Linked DNA regions of Mus musculus: region 2 is linked to region 1. The links are chromatin contacts, called in public Hi-C maps. All regions are on one chromosome and are shown on one strand. Each heading gives the region's core, a stretch centred on a gene start, on an enhancer-like site or on the middle of the called end of the contact. The rest is flanking DNA. Distances are from core to core; before and after follow the strand shown.

Region 1 (5,937 bases), core at 2,256-4,755:
TGTGTCCTCTGATGTGCCTCACAAAGACAGTGTTGTGCGGTAGAGGAAGTAAAAGTTGAAAAATAGATGCCCTGATGCTCTGAAAGGAAAACAAGCAAACAAAAGTTGCCTCTGGGTTAATAACCATAGTTGCGTACAAATGAAGGCTCAGGTAAGTTCACTGTCCTCAAAAGCTGTATAAATCAAGCCTCAGCCCCAGCCTTGGTCTCCACCAGACCCGGTGTAGTTCACACTGCCTGTGGATGGCCTGAGGCTGGCTGCCACAGTTAGGAATCAGAATCCTGTCAACTACTTTCTTTTCAAGTGAGTTACAGTCATTTTAGACTGATGGCTAATTTCATTTGTCTGTCTGCTGCAATCCTAATGGTTTTGTCTATAAAGTTTTAATATTGCTTCATGAGAAAGATGATTTCTTTGGCCTAGTTTTTACATTGTTTCTTACATTGCTGTGAGAACTTTCAAGGTTTTAAGTCGTGTTGTATTTTGGAAACATTCATGTGATATTTGTGTATTTGGGTTCAATCCTTTTTTAAAAAATACAGCATAGCTTCATGAGCAGCCTGTGTATTTGAACTGCAAAGCCTGAGAAATTACTTTCTAAAAATTTAATAAATTTATTTAATATTGGGGGTGAAAATCCGAGGATATCTTGTGGGAGTCAGTTCTCTCCTCTGTCTGTGGGGGTTCTGGAGGGTCATACTCAGAGTTGCGTACTTGGTGTGGATCCTGGGGGTCACTAGCACTCAGAGTCGCGTACTTGGTGTGGATCCTGGGGGTCACTTGCACTCAGAGTCATGGACTTGGTGACAAATACCCACTGAACCATCTCCCTGGCTCAGGAATTTGCTTCAGAGGTTGTTTGAATGGTTTCAATGCCTTCGGGTCATGTGTGCTTGGGAATGAACTTGACCTGGGAGTGGGGGGTGGCTATATTTAGACGTCCCTTTGTCCTTTGGAAATCTGGGTAATATGAGTCTTTGTTTTAATTTGATTTGTTCTGTTTTGTTGTTTGCGGGAGAAGAAATGTCAGGCTGTGATGATTAGCTAGTGCTGTGTAACAAATAGCCCTCCGTTCCCTCATTTCTTAGGACAGGATTAGGTCCCAGAGCTTCTAAGGGTCAGGAGTCTCGAACAAAGGCTTTGCTGAGAGTTGTGCTTCAGGGCATCCGATGAGGGAACATCCCTCTGAGAGTGTGACAGAAGCAGAGACCTGCCTGTAGGATGGTTAGTATATAGGACCCTGTTGTTCAAACACATATTCATGTCCATTGGAAAATGAGATCCCCTGACCCTTTCTGCCTTTCTCTCTGAGCTCACCAGATGCCAAGGCTCAGTGAGCATTCTCTAACATGCTATTAGGTTTTCTGTGACAGTCGAGGTCCATCTGCCTGGCAGATCTGTCGTGGTCACGGCAGATTCATTGCTAAGGTAAACAATGATTTGAGAGAAGGTACCACTTCCTAGGATTCGAGTTGAAATTTGTACTGATTATCCCACTCCATATTCCTGCCCCGATTCTACAGTCTTCTTCACGGTAAAGTCATGCGGTTGAGGTTCCATGGAGTAAATGGATGACAGAGTGTCCCAAATAATGCAGAAGCATCAGAAATAAACTAAAATTGCTTTCCACTTATCTATCCCAGTATTAGAACTGCTTCCTTAGCTTCACAAAGATGTGGTCAGAAAGTAAGTGTCTTCACACACTTTTATAACAGGGTGTCTTAATAGCACTCCTACAATTTGATGGTCTGTGTAGAGATGCACAGAAAGTCCACTACAGAAAGTACCTATCAAGGGCTCCCTCAGCCACCAGGTAGCGAGCTTGTGCATGCTGGCATATGAAATCTCTTACTCTTGGGAGTACTCTCTTACTCTTAAGAGGTGCACTCTCTTAGTCTTGGGAGCACTGCAATTTTAGTTTTTGCTGAGCACAGAATATTTATATATCACCAGGACACACACACACACACACACACACACACACATATATATATGGATTAAATAACCTGATTCCCATTCTGAGCTAAGCCTTTGATCATATTTGGACTATGGCTCATAAAAGCATTAATTGATTTCCTGAGGAATGTCTGTGATGCAGTGTTCTTTCTGCAGCCTCCTCACAATGCATCAGAACTACCTCACTAACTTTTATGCCTGCTATGCAAAATGATGACATGTTTAATACTGGAAAATAGCAGCCAAATACAAAACACCACCATAGTCACTGACCAGGAATGAAGGGAAGTATGAGAGTCAAACCTCCTCTGTCCCCGATAAACCAAGCGTATTTGTCTTATTTGGTGCTATCTTGGACTGGAATATATCCAAGAGACATTTTTTTATAATAACTGAATTTGAGTAAATAATTTTTCATTCTAAATTAGAAACCCAGGGTCATGATTTAGTATCAGCCAAAAGGAAATCAAACAAAATAAAGAGACCTTTAAAAGCATATTTTTTATAAATGTGTTTTTATTTCACGTGCATTGGGGTTTCACCTGCACGTATGTCTGGATGAGGGTGTGGAATCCCCGAGAACTGGAGCTACAGACAACTGTCTCCATCCCGTGGGTAGTGGGAATTGAACCCGGGTCCTCTGGAAGACTGTTAACCACTGAGCCATCACTCCTCCTCTAAATACTCTTCCTCTGTATTTTGCTAAGGAAATGAGAAGGCATTTCTTTAGGCCCTCAACTGTCCCCCTTTCTTTAACAGATAGTGCCTGCGTAGCAGGGAGCTGGGTCAAAGGGCAACACTGTGGCATGTGCCTCAGTCCCTCATCAACACAGGCCCCTCCTGAGTCCTGTAAGGCAAAGCTGTTACTCTGCACTGCATTCCTCAGAACGGGTCTTAAAGTCTCGCAAGCTCTAAGTTGTCAACCCAGCATTAAACCTAGATTCACAGACACAGGCAGAGTATGGTCATGCTGCATGGGGGCGGAAAAAAAAAAGTACGGTGACTTTGATCTTATTGGGGATTTTAGTGAAGTGAGAGTCTGACCCTTACCTTCAGTCTTTGTGTAGGGGAGGAGTCAGTGAAGATGCAAAGATTTAAGTTATGATTGAATTAAAACTCAAAATAGCTGGTAGGACACAGAGCCCTTTATCCATACGCTGAATTTAGAAATGAAAAGGCAACAGGCATTCGCTGATGTGAGGGCGAGGGGGGTGGTTCTCTGTGTTCTTCCTGAGGTTGGTTTTCAGCTTGGATTGTGCAGCAGGCTCTTCTGTACCCCAGGCTAGCCTTAAACTCAATAGGTAGCCAAGGAAGCCCTCTCCAGAACCATTGGCGTGTGCCACCATGCCTGGCTTCCTTTGCTGCTCTTTAAGGAGATCTTGGTTTATTTTTACGAAAATACATAAATTATAATGAAATATTTTTTGTCAGCTATAATGAGTTGGTTCTTTCAAAAAGAACTGGAGTTAAAATCTAGACTCCACTTGGATGTGGCTCGCACCATGATGTATGCAAGGAGACACCAGACAAGATGAGCATTCATCAGGATGACTAAATAGATGCCATTGAACACAAAAGCTCTAGGCTCTGCCATACTGAACCTACAAACATGCCTCGGGTAGAACCATGCCAAGGTTGATATGTTAATTTTTAATCTATAAAGCGTTTCTCATCAAAAAGCATTTATGAAAGAAAAATCAATGCTAGGAAATGTCAAAAAAATATGCATTCCTTGTTTATTTGACATGTGTCCAAAAATCTAATTTCAACTCCAAGACTGGCTCATTTGCAGATTGGAAATAAGTCTTGCTAGACTTTCTGCCTGTGAGACAGCTTGGAGTGCAAAGATAGAAAGCTTTGGAGAGTATTTATTTTAATTAAAGAAGCCGTTCACAAATGTACAAGCAAGCTCCTGCATACCGTTTCTCTGCAAAGTGTTTGTCAATTGACAAATGTTCCTCGAAAGATAGTTCTGCAATTTGAAGTGTGTGCTTTACAATCCAGCACAGATCTGGCCGTCCTACTTGTCTCTAGTCAGTTTTTGTTTAAATAAAGGGAAGTACTAGTCTGTTTGGATATGAACTATCTTCTGAGATGCTCCTGTGCATGGTCCCCAGCTAGGGTTGCTGTCGAGGGTGATGGGGTAGCTGGGCAGGATGGGTGGCAGGGAAGGAACCACGTCATAGTCAAACGGGGGCATTGGAAGTAGAGACTAGTAGCTGGAAGAAAGTTCCTTGAGCTATCTCTTTGAGAATAATAGCTTGTTCCTAGGCAACCCTCTTCCCTCTGATGTGAGCTGCTTTTCTCCACTCAGCACACAGGAGTGATGTACGACATAGTCACGCGACTATGGATGGAAAGCACCAACACAGTCAGCCTAAACAAACAAACAACAACCAAACAAACAAAAAAACTGTTCTTCCGTTGTACATTTCTTTATCATGCATTTCATCACAGCATCAAAAGGCTAACACAAGTATGAACTAATTTTATCCTTTCAAAATGTTAAGCCCCCAACTCTCTGTGTTAGGGAGGAGTCATCATAGTCACAAACTGACCAAAGACCCCTGGTCTCGCTCTATGAGCTAACAGAGAGCACAGAGCAGTGCAGAATACACTCACTGAAGAGACTACTGAATTTATGGTTTTACTTTGATGATGCTCTGACCTCTCTCTAGGGTCATGATGCTCAACATGCACATATGCTGTTTCTTACATCCAAACTCAATACAACCAACAGTTCAGTTCCTTACAGTAGCCCCATTCTGGGTGCTGAGCAGTCACACAGGGCAGGGAGCAGCTGTATTGCGCGTTATATTTGCGCCTATTTTGTTCTGCTGAAGAACAGTGCAGGTACCATTGCAACACTGGAATGTCCTCTGCTTGACTCCAAACACTTTAACCTCTGCAATGTGTATAACAAGAGAAATCTGGAATACAGGAGTACAGAGCAGGCCAGGCCTGGTGCTCTGGGCATCAAATCCCAGCACTCAGGAGGCAGTCAATTTGAACTATATAGGGACATGGCGGTGGGGGTGAGGGTACATTTTGCAAACCGAGGACCGTGCAACATGGGTTCTTGGGGCTGAGGTGAGGAAATGAGGGGCAGGATTACAGTACAAGTGCAGACTGAAAGTTAATTCAGCCAGGTGGAAACCAAATAAAATGTTACTTTTCTTTGGAGCCTGCTAGGAATGCAATGTGGCGAAAACGGGCTGAGCAAAAGGGGTCTCTGCATTTAACGTTTAAACCAGGAGAGGAGTAGGCCCCTGCATCATTCGTTGGGTGGTGTTACTGGTTTAGGTTACAGTAAGACTGTTTGATATGTTCCAGGCCGGAACCAGCCTCAGCCTCTGGGTGTGTTTGGTGGAGGGGATACACCACGCAGTTCATTGCTGTTAGTGTCTCTGGGAACTCTTAGCCCTCACTCCAAAGCTCTTCTTTGATGGAGTTGTAGCATTCATGAAATCTTGGGTCAGGCACCAGAACCACCTAAAGGCAGAGGTGGTGGTCTGTGTCTTGGAAGCCCAAAGACATCTTGGGATATGGACAGAGATCAATGGCAGCCTGGCCCACCTTCTGAAACCTGTTCCAGCAGAGGCACTCCTGTTCTACCTTAAGCGTCCCAGAACCAAGGTGACTCCATTTTGCTTTTCTTTCTTGACTGGGAATGAAGTGACAGATAGATGTATGAGTAGCAGGCATGAGGTAAGCTGGAGCGGAGAACTTTATTTTCTGTAGGATTAGAAGTTTCTAGTATGTGAGCGTGCAGTTTCCTGAAGCAGTAGAATGCTCAGAGTGCATCTTCTCCATTCCATAGCTCAGGAAGGGTCTTTTGTGCACTGTGTTTTCCAAGACAGGTGTTTCACGAAACAACTTGGGATTCAAATCGTTCCCTTCATGGTTTTTTATGCAAAGTGCTAAGTAGCATACCACTGGTTATAATGAGCTTTCGAGATCTCAGCCTCAAAGCCAGCAGGC
Region 2 (5,937 bases), core at 1,810-4,309, 110 kb after region 1:
AAGGCCAGAGTGGTTTCTCATCTGGGAATTGATAACCTTCTAGAAATAGCTGTAAAAAATACATCACTTTCTCCAGGGGTTTCTTTTCTTCCCCTTGTTCTCCTCCTTCCTTCCTTCCTTCCTTCCTTCCTTCCTTCCTTCCTTCCTTCCTTTCTCTCTCCCTTCCTTCCTTTCTTTCTCTCTCCCTTCCTTCCTTCCTTCCTCTCTCCCTTCCTTCCTTCCTTTCTTCCTTCCTTCCTTCCTTCCTTCCTTCCTTCCTTCCTTCCTTCCTTTCCTCCCTCCCTCCCTCCCTCCCTCCCTCCCTCCCTCCCTCCCTCCCTCCCTTCCTTCCTTCCTATTATGGTTTGAGAAATGCCCTTCATAGACTCATGTGTTTCAATACTTGCTTCTCAGTTGGTGTCTCTTTGGGGAGAAGATTATAGAAGCTTTAGGGAGTAGAGCCTCCCAGAGGAAGTGTGTCTCTGTAGGGTGGACTCTGAGAGTTTGCCACAACACTTCCTGTTTGCTCTCTCTGCTTCCTGTGCTCAGCTGTGACATGAGCGCCAAGCTTCCTGCCTAACTGTTGCAACACTGCACCCATCATGACAGACTCCCCATCTAGAAAGATAAGCTAAATAAACTGTCTTCCTTAAGTTGCCTTTAGTCAAGATATTTTATCACAGCTTAAAAAAAAAAACAACAACACAGTTCCCTTCTTTCTAATTTCCTCATTTTCTAAACCTTCAAATATATAGAAAAAATTGAAGTGCAAACAGGAATATATACACAAATATGGATTTACTCAAAGACAGGGTCATTAGAAAAGAACAAATCCTCTGGTGTTTGCTCTCTTTGCTGATTGCTTTAGGTTGTTGTCTGCCTTTAAAGTGGGGGACTGAATGGAATAGCCCGTGCCCATCTCAAATAACAACAACAAACATTTTTATTTGAATATTTACTATTTGAGAATTTCAGTCATGAGTATAATATGTTTACAACATTTCTACCTTTCTTTTACTCCAATTTCTTCCCTGTCCCATCCCACTTTCTCTTGAATTGATAGCTTCATCTTCTATAATTATTGGTGGTGGTGGTGGTGGTGGTGGTGGTGGTGGTGGTGGTGGTGGTGTGTGTGTGTGTTTGTGGTGTTCCTCTAAATTCACCTAATGTTACTCTTATGTACAAGGGTTTGCTGCTGACCACTTGGGACTGGAAAATCTATCAGAGGGCAAAGTCCCTGAAGGAAACTGATTCTCTCTTCCTCAGCAGCCATTGGCGGCCACAGTTTTTTTCATCTAAGGATGGGACCTTGTGTAATTTCCCCACTCCCATTGGCATGTTGGCTGCTGGGGTCATTATGCAGATCTGGTTTAGGCATTTCATCCTTGCAGCTTATTATCATATAAAAAAATGCTATCAGGCTGGAGTGGTGATTTGGTGGTTAAAAGCACTGACTGCTCTTCCAGAGGTCCTGAGTTCAGTCCCAGCAACCACAGGGTGGCTCACAACCATCTATAGTGGGATCCAATGCCCTCTTCTGGTGTGTCTGAAGAGAGCTACAGTGTACTTACATACATAAAATAAATAAACAAATAAGATGCTATCTCAAAAAACAAACAAAAAAAAAAAAAAACTCCAAATCCTCTGGCTCTTACCTTCCTTCTCCCTCCTCTATATAGATCTTCCCTGAGCCTTGGGTGTAGGGGTTGGTTGGAGATACACCAGTGGGCACTGGGCACACCACAGTTACCCGTTCTCTGCATCTTGAGCAGTAGTGAATCTCTGTAGTCATTTCCACGCTCTGCAAAAGAAGCTTGTTCAATGAAGGGTACAATGGTAAGAATTTAGGACACCGTAAGAAGATATATTGATTTAGGAAAATGCCAGCATGGGTTCTCTTCTCAAATATACAACCTCTCTGGCTGTGGGTAGTTGGCTAGATTTTACAGGCATGAACAGGTCTTAGTGAGCCTATTGTGCAGGCCTTAAATCCACGGAGATAGCCATTGGTTAACCCTGTGGTGTACGTGCCATGATTACACCATAACATATCAAGTGCCCCACTAGTCATCGACATGCTTCTTAGACTTCACGTCTGGGTAGGACTACTGGCTGTTCCTCCTCCTTGGCAACTTGCACCGTGCAATACTATAAAAGGCAGCCTTCAGGGATGGGGTATTCTACCAGGTCAGAACCAGCTCAGCCCCTCTGAGTTCCGTATCCAAAGTGTGTAGTGTCTTCACCACCAGGCTCTTACCTTCAAGTTCCAGGAGGCAACCATGGGTGACAGCAATAACCTGTACCATTTGGGAGGCCTCTTGGGTCGCCCTCAGCAGCTACTGAAAGGGAGGTTTTCATCGTCTCTCATTCTCATTTCCATCAGATAGTTTATGGAATGGGGATGGGGGAGAGGGGTTATCACTCCATATGGTATAATTCCATTTAAACCATTTACCCAAGTAAGATAATGTATGGATAAGGATAGACTATGTCTAACATATCATCCTCCATAAAGGAGCCCAATTATTTGGTTATCTAAATAACAGCACTAACAACCATTATCATGCATGAGTCACTGGGTGAATATACAAGTCTCTGTCTGTTGTATAAATGCTGTGCTTACATTCCCTTATTATTAGAGACTTACTGAAACATTCCATCCATTTCAACATCCATGGTATATGTGTTCTCGGTAGGCAGCAATGGGTAGCAGAATTTTTTGTTTATATTGAAATACAGTATAACTCTACTTCCTGTCTCTCAGAACGCCAGCGTCCTTCACAAGCTAAAACAAGTAGGAAATGCTTATGGGGTCAGGCAGTTAGGGCTGAGGGACTGCCAGGCCAGGAAGAGCTAGCTCTCACTGCGGTGCTGAAGTTCTGGAAGCAAACACTGTGTGGGAGGCCTGGAGAAAGAGTGAATTGTTGTTCGCACCTCAGCTTTGATTTGGAGACACCTGCGAGAGAAAATGCCTCTCTCTCGGTACTTGCTGGTTATTTTATTTCCAGAAAACACGCTTGTTATTTTAGCCGAGGTAATTGCCTGAGCTCCGGGGATGATTTGTCATAAATGAACAGTGACATCTATAGGTAGATCAGAGTAATACGTATCTGTAGGAAAAAAAAAAAAAGCAACTGTTCTCAGTTGTTATATGACCGCCCAAAATAATGTCAAATGCTTCTGTTTGAGAGAGGAAAGAGGTAACACTAGAGTTGAAAAAAAAAAAAAAAACTAAAACGACACAGAGACAGACAGGTAGATAGAGGCAGAGGACATTTCTGGACAAAGGTAAGTCGGAAATCCCTGGGGTTTCTGACAAACCGGCTTGTCTGTTGCAGGTTCTTCTGTGCTGGTGCCAAGTAAGAATTTTGGCTTCAGTCACCAATTTTTCTTCTCTCCTTTGGTTAAACAGATCGATCAGCAGAGGCTGCTCCAAAGGCACTGTTCATTTAAACCATTTACATAGCAACATTTCCAAAGTTAATCCCCCACCCTGCTTCGGCAGCCTTGAGATTTAAGCATTTCCATGGATCTGTCCGATGTCTTCTCAGGACAGCTACCAGCCCCCCGGCTGTTCAGTGAGAATAAGCCGGTCTAGACGCAGTAGCTATACAGGTGGCTACATACTCGTCTTGTTACCCTCTGCCAGGTGCCCATGAAGTTGGCTGGATCCCATGAGAGGTGGCTGCAGTCCCCAGGGTTTCTGAGACCCCTGATAGGTCACACTGCTGTGGGTCAGGGGCAAACCCAGCAGCTAGATTGAGGGCAGAAAAGCCAAGTTTCTCTCTGTCCTTGGCTAAGCTTCACCCAGGGCCCTGTGCCCGGGGAATTTATTGCACATTGTTAATTTACAAAAGCCTGCGCCGTTGGCTTAGGGATAATTCTGCTAGGCTCCACCCAAGAGCTACCTAGCAACAGCTTGCATAGCTGCCTGCCAGGTGCAAGCCAACCTGGTGTGTAAGGAGGACTGCTCACCTACTCCAACTCCCTCTTCCCTCCCTCTCTTTCTCTCTCTCTGCCCCCCCCTTCATGTGTGTGTGCCCTTCTCTATCTCCACCTTCTATTCTCCTAATTCCCCACATGTCCCTGGCCAGCCTTGTCTCCTCTTCCTCTCTCTGTCCTTCCTTCCTCTCTCTTCTCTCTCTGTCCTTCTCTACCCCCTTCGTTGCTCTGCCTTTCCCTCTTTCCAGGTGCCCCTCCATTCCCCCCAATAAACCTCCTTTTGTACAAGGCCTGTTGCCTGGTGGTGATCCCTCGGGGGAACACCTTAGCTGCCCCTCTGAGGTGCTCCCTCCTGCCCTATTATACTGCCAGTTTACAAAACACAACACACACTTTCCATCCAATGAGTCTGGCTGTTAAAACCCAGAGGTGGTTGAAACATTTGATTGACAGATAAAGTCTCCAATACCTGGGAATCACAAAGGCCAATGACTTCAACTTTCTTATGCCTAAGGAACCCCCCCCCACCCCCCCCACCCCCCCCAGCTCCTGGGAACAACACAGCTTCATTTTCTCTTCCTCCTCTTATGAACAAATCCCATCCTCAGCATTACATGAGAAGGTCAGTTCATATTCTTTGAGTCACAGATTGAATCGGGGACACGTGGTCATGAAGCCATCAGATGGTTTTCATAGGCAAACAAGTAAGACCTGGTTGCCATCAAAACTGTGCACCAGCAAACACAATCTGTTCAAGGCTCAGGAGAGGAGGCAGAGTTGCTGGCCCCACTGGTTCCCTGGCTCATAGCTCTCTCTCTCTCTCTCTCTCTCCTCTCTCTCCCTCCCTCTCCCTCTCCCTCTCCCCTCTCATTTCTCATTGCTTCTTCTACAGACATGGCTTCCAATGCCATACATCCCATCCATCTCCCCCCCCCTATATATCCAACACATGCTGTGCGTGTAGACAGGCAAGACCTTCAAAGGATGAGCCCCGGCAGGAGGGGTTGGAGCCTGTCAGCATGACAGCACACCTCCATCAGAATATACATAGCATTGAAAACCTCACTCATAGACACAGCCAGATCATGGATGCTTCTGCTCTCTCAGAGGGATAATGAGAGTACCCAAGGAGACCACCTTCCTTCTTGCTCCAGTCCATTAGACTCAGGAAGCCTTTGTCATCATTATGAGCTAATGTAAAAAGCTCATCTTTGTGAGAGAGCAGGCAGCGGTGGACCGGGTGGAGAGGAGACAGAAAAAGAGCAGTTCTTTGCTGTGTTTGTATGTGTCAGGCTGCCTAGGTTCTCCAGCATCCCTTACCTCATCTGCTCAGCCAATCCATCCTTACTGGGTACTATCTGTGCACCGGGTACCAGTTCTAGAACACATTTGAAATGCTTTGGGGATCAAAAGAGCCAGACACTGCTGCCCTCTGGTGTTCACAGTGGAGGAACGGCCACAGGACAGTAAGTAAGCCAGGTGGGTAATGATGGACTGCGGTCGGCAGACCATGCTGTGAAGGGTGAGAAGTGACTGTCTCAGACTTTGTTGGGCCACCGGTCAGCTGAAGTCACTCAGTCCCACTGTTCTTGTGTGGAAGTGATTGCAGAGTGGCCATGACCCAAGGAAACATGAAGGAGTTCTTCTGGTCCCCTAAGTACCGCCATGTGACCTCGGTGGAGGAGAACACTGAGAGGGAAAAGGAAGGGTTCCCAGCAGGAAATCTGTGAGCATGTGCAAGAGCAGCTGGAGCACAGCTGGACACAGCTGGTCAAGGCCAGGACTTGCCAGTGTGCCTGCAGAGCTCCAGGACCTCCCTAGCTAAGGGTTGGTAGGGTCAAGCCCTGGCCATGGCTGAGTGCACAGAACACAGATGACAAGGGACAGGGGCACAGAGGCTGGCGAAGGTTCTCACTGAGTGCTCTGGAGCTGCAGGAGAGAGCGCCAGCACAGAGGAGACACTCGGAAAGCCCTATTCTGACTGCTCTGGGGTGAAGGTGTTTGTGCCCCTTCTTG

Evidence for each region. A called contact is a pair of places that touch in the nucleus more often than the background predicts.
Region 2: a contact with region 1 is called in a Hi-C map of cortical neurons, with 3 times the contacts expected there. The contact joins two enhancer-like sites. A contact is called at or near these places in 1 of 39 promoter capture datasets (hippocampal neurons), 9 of 484 Hi-C or Micro-C datasets (cerebral cortex, cortical neurons, embryonic retina and 2 more), 1 of 115 datasets of contacts at active chromatin or transcription factors (neural progenitor cells) and 1 of 9 other capture datasets (liver).

The regions. Positions count from the first base shown.
Region 1 is chr17:11,855,441-11,861,377 of GRCm38.p6, forward strand. All of the region lies in intron 9 of Prkn (parkin RBR E3 ubiquitin protein ligase), which reads left to right. Among named protein-coding and RNA genes, the nearest start is that of D17Ertd648e, 25 kb to the right of the region's middle. Within about 2 kb of position 3,506, at least 6 of the 459 cell types and tissues checked have an H3K27ac peak or open chromatin away from gene starts, as enhancers often do. A contact at or near this core is called in cortical neurons, where this site is marked.
Region 2 is chr17:11,969,797-11,975,733 of GRCm38.p6, forward strand. The region is part of intron 9 of Prkn (parkin RBR E3 ubiquitin protein ligase); the gene reads left to right. Gm46604 (a long non-coding RNA gene) reads right to left here. Exons shown (of 6, transcript XR_001782243.2): 3 at 1,635-3,089. Among named protein-coding and RNA genes, the nearest start is that of Gm52293, 58 kb to the right of the region's middle. Within about 2 kb of position 3,060, at least 30 of the 459 cell types and tissues checked have an H3K27ac peak or open chromatin away from gene starts, as enhancers often do. A contact at or near this core is called in cortical neurons, where this site is marked.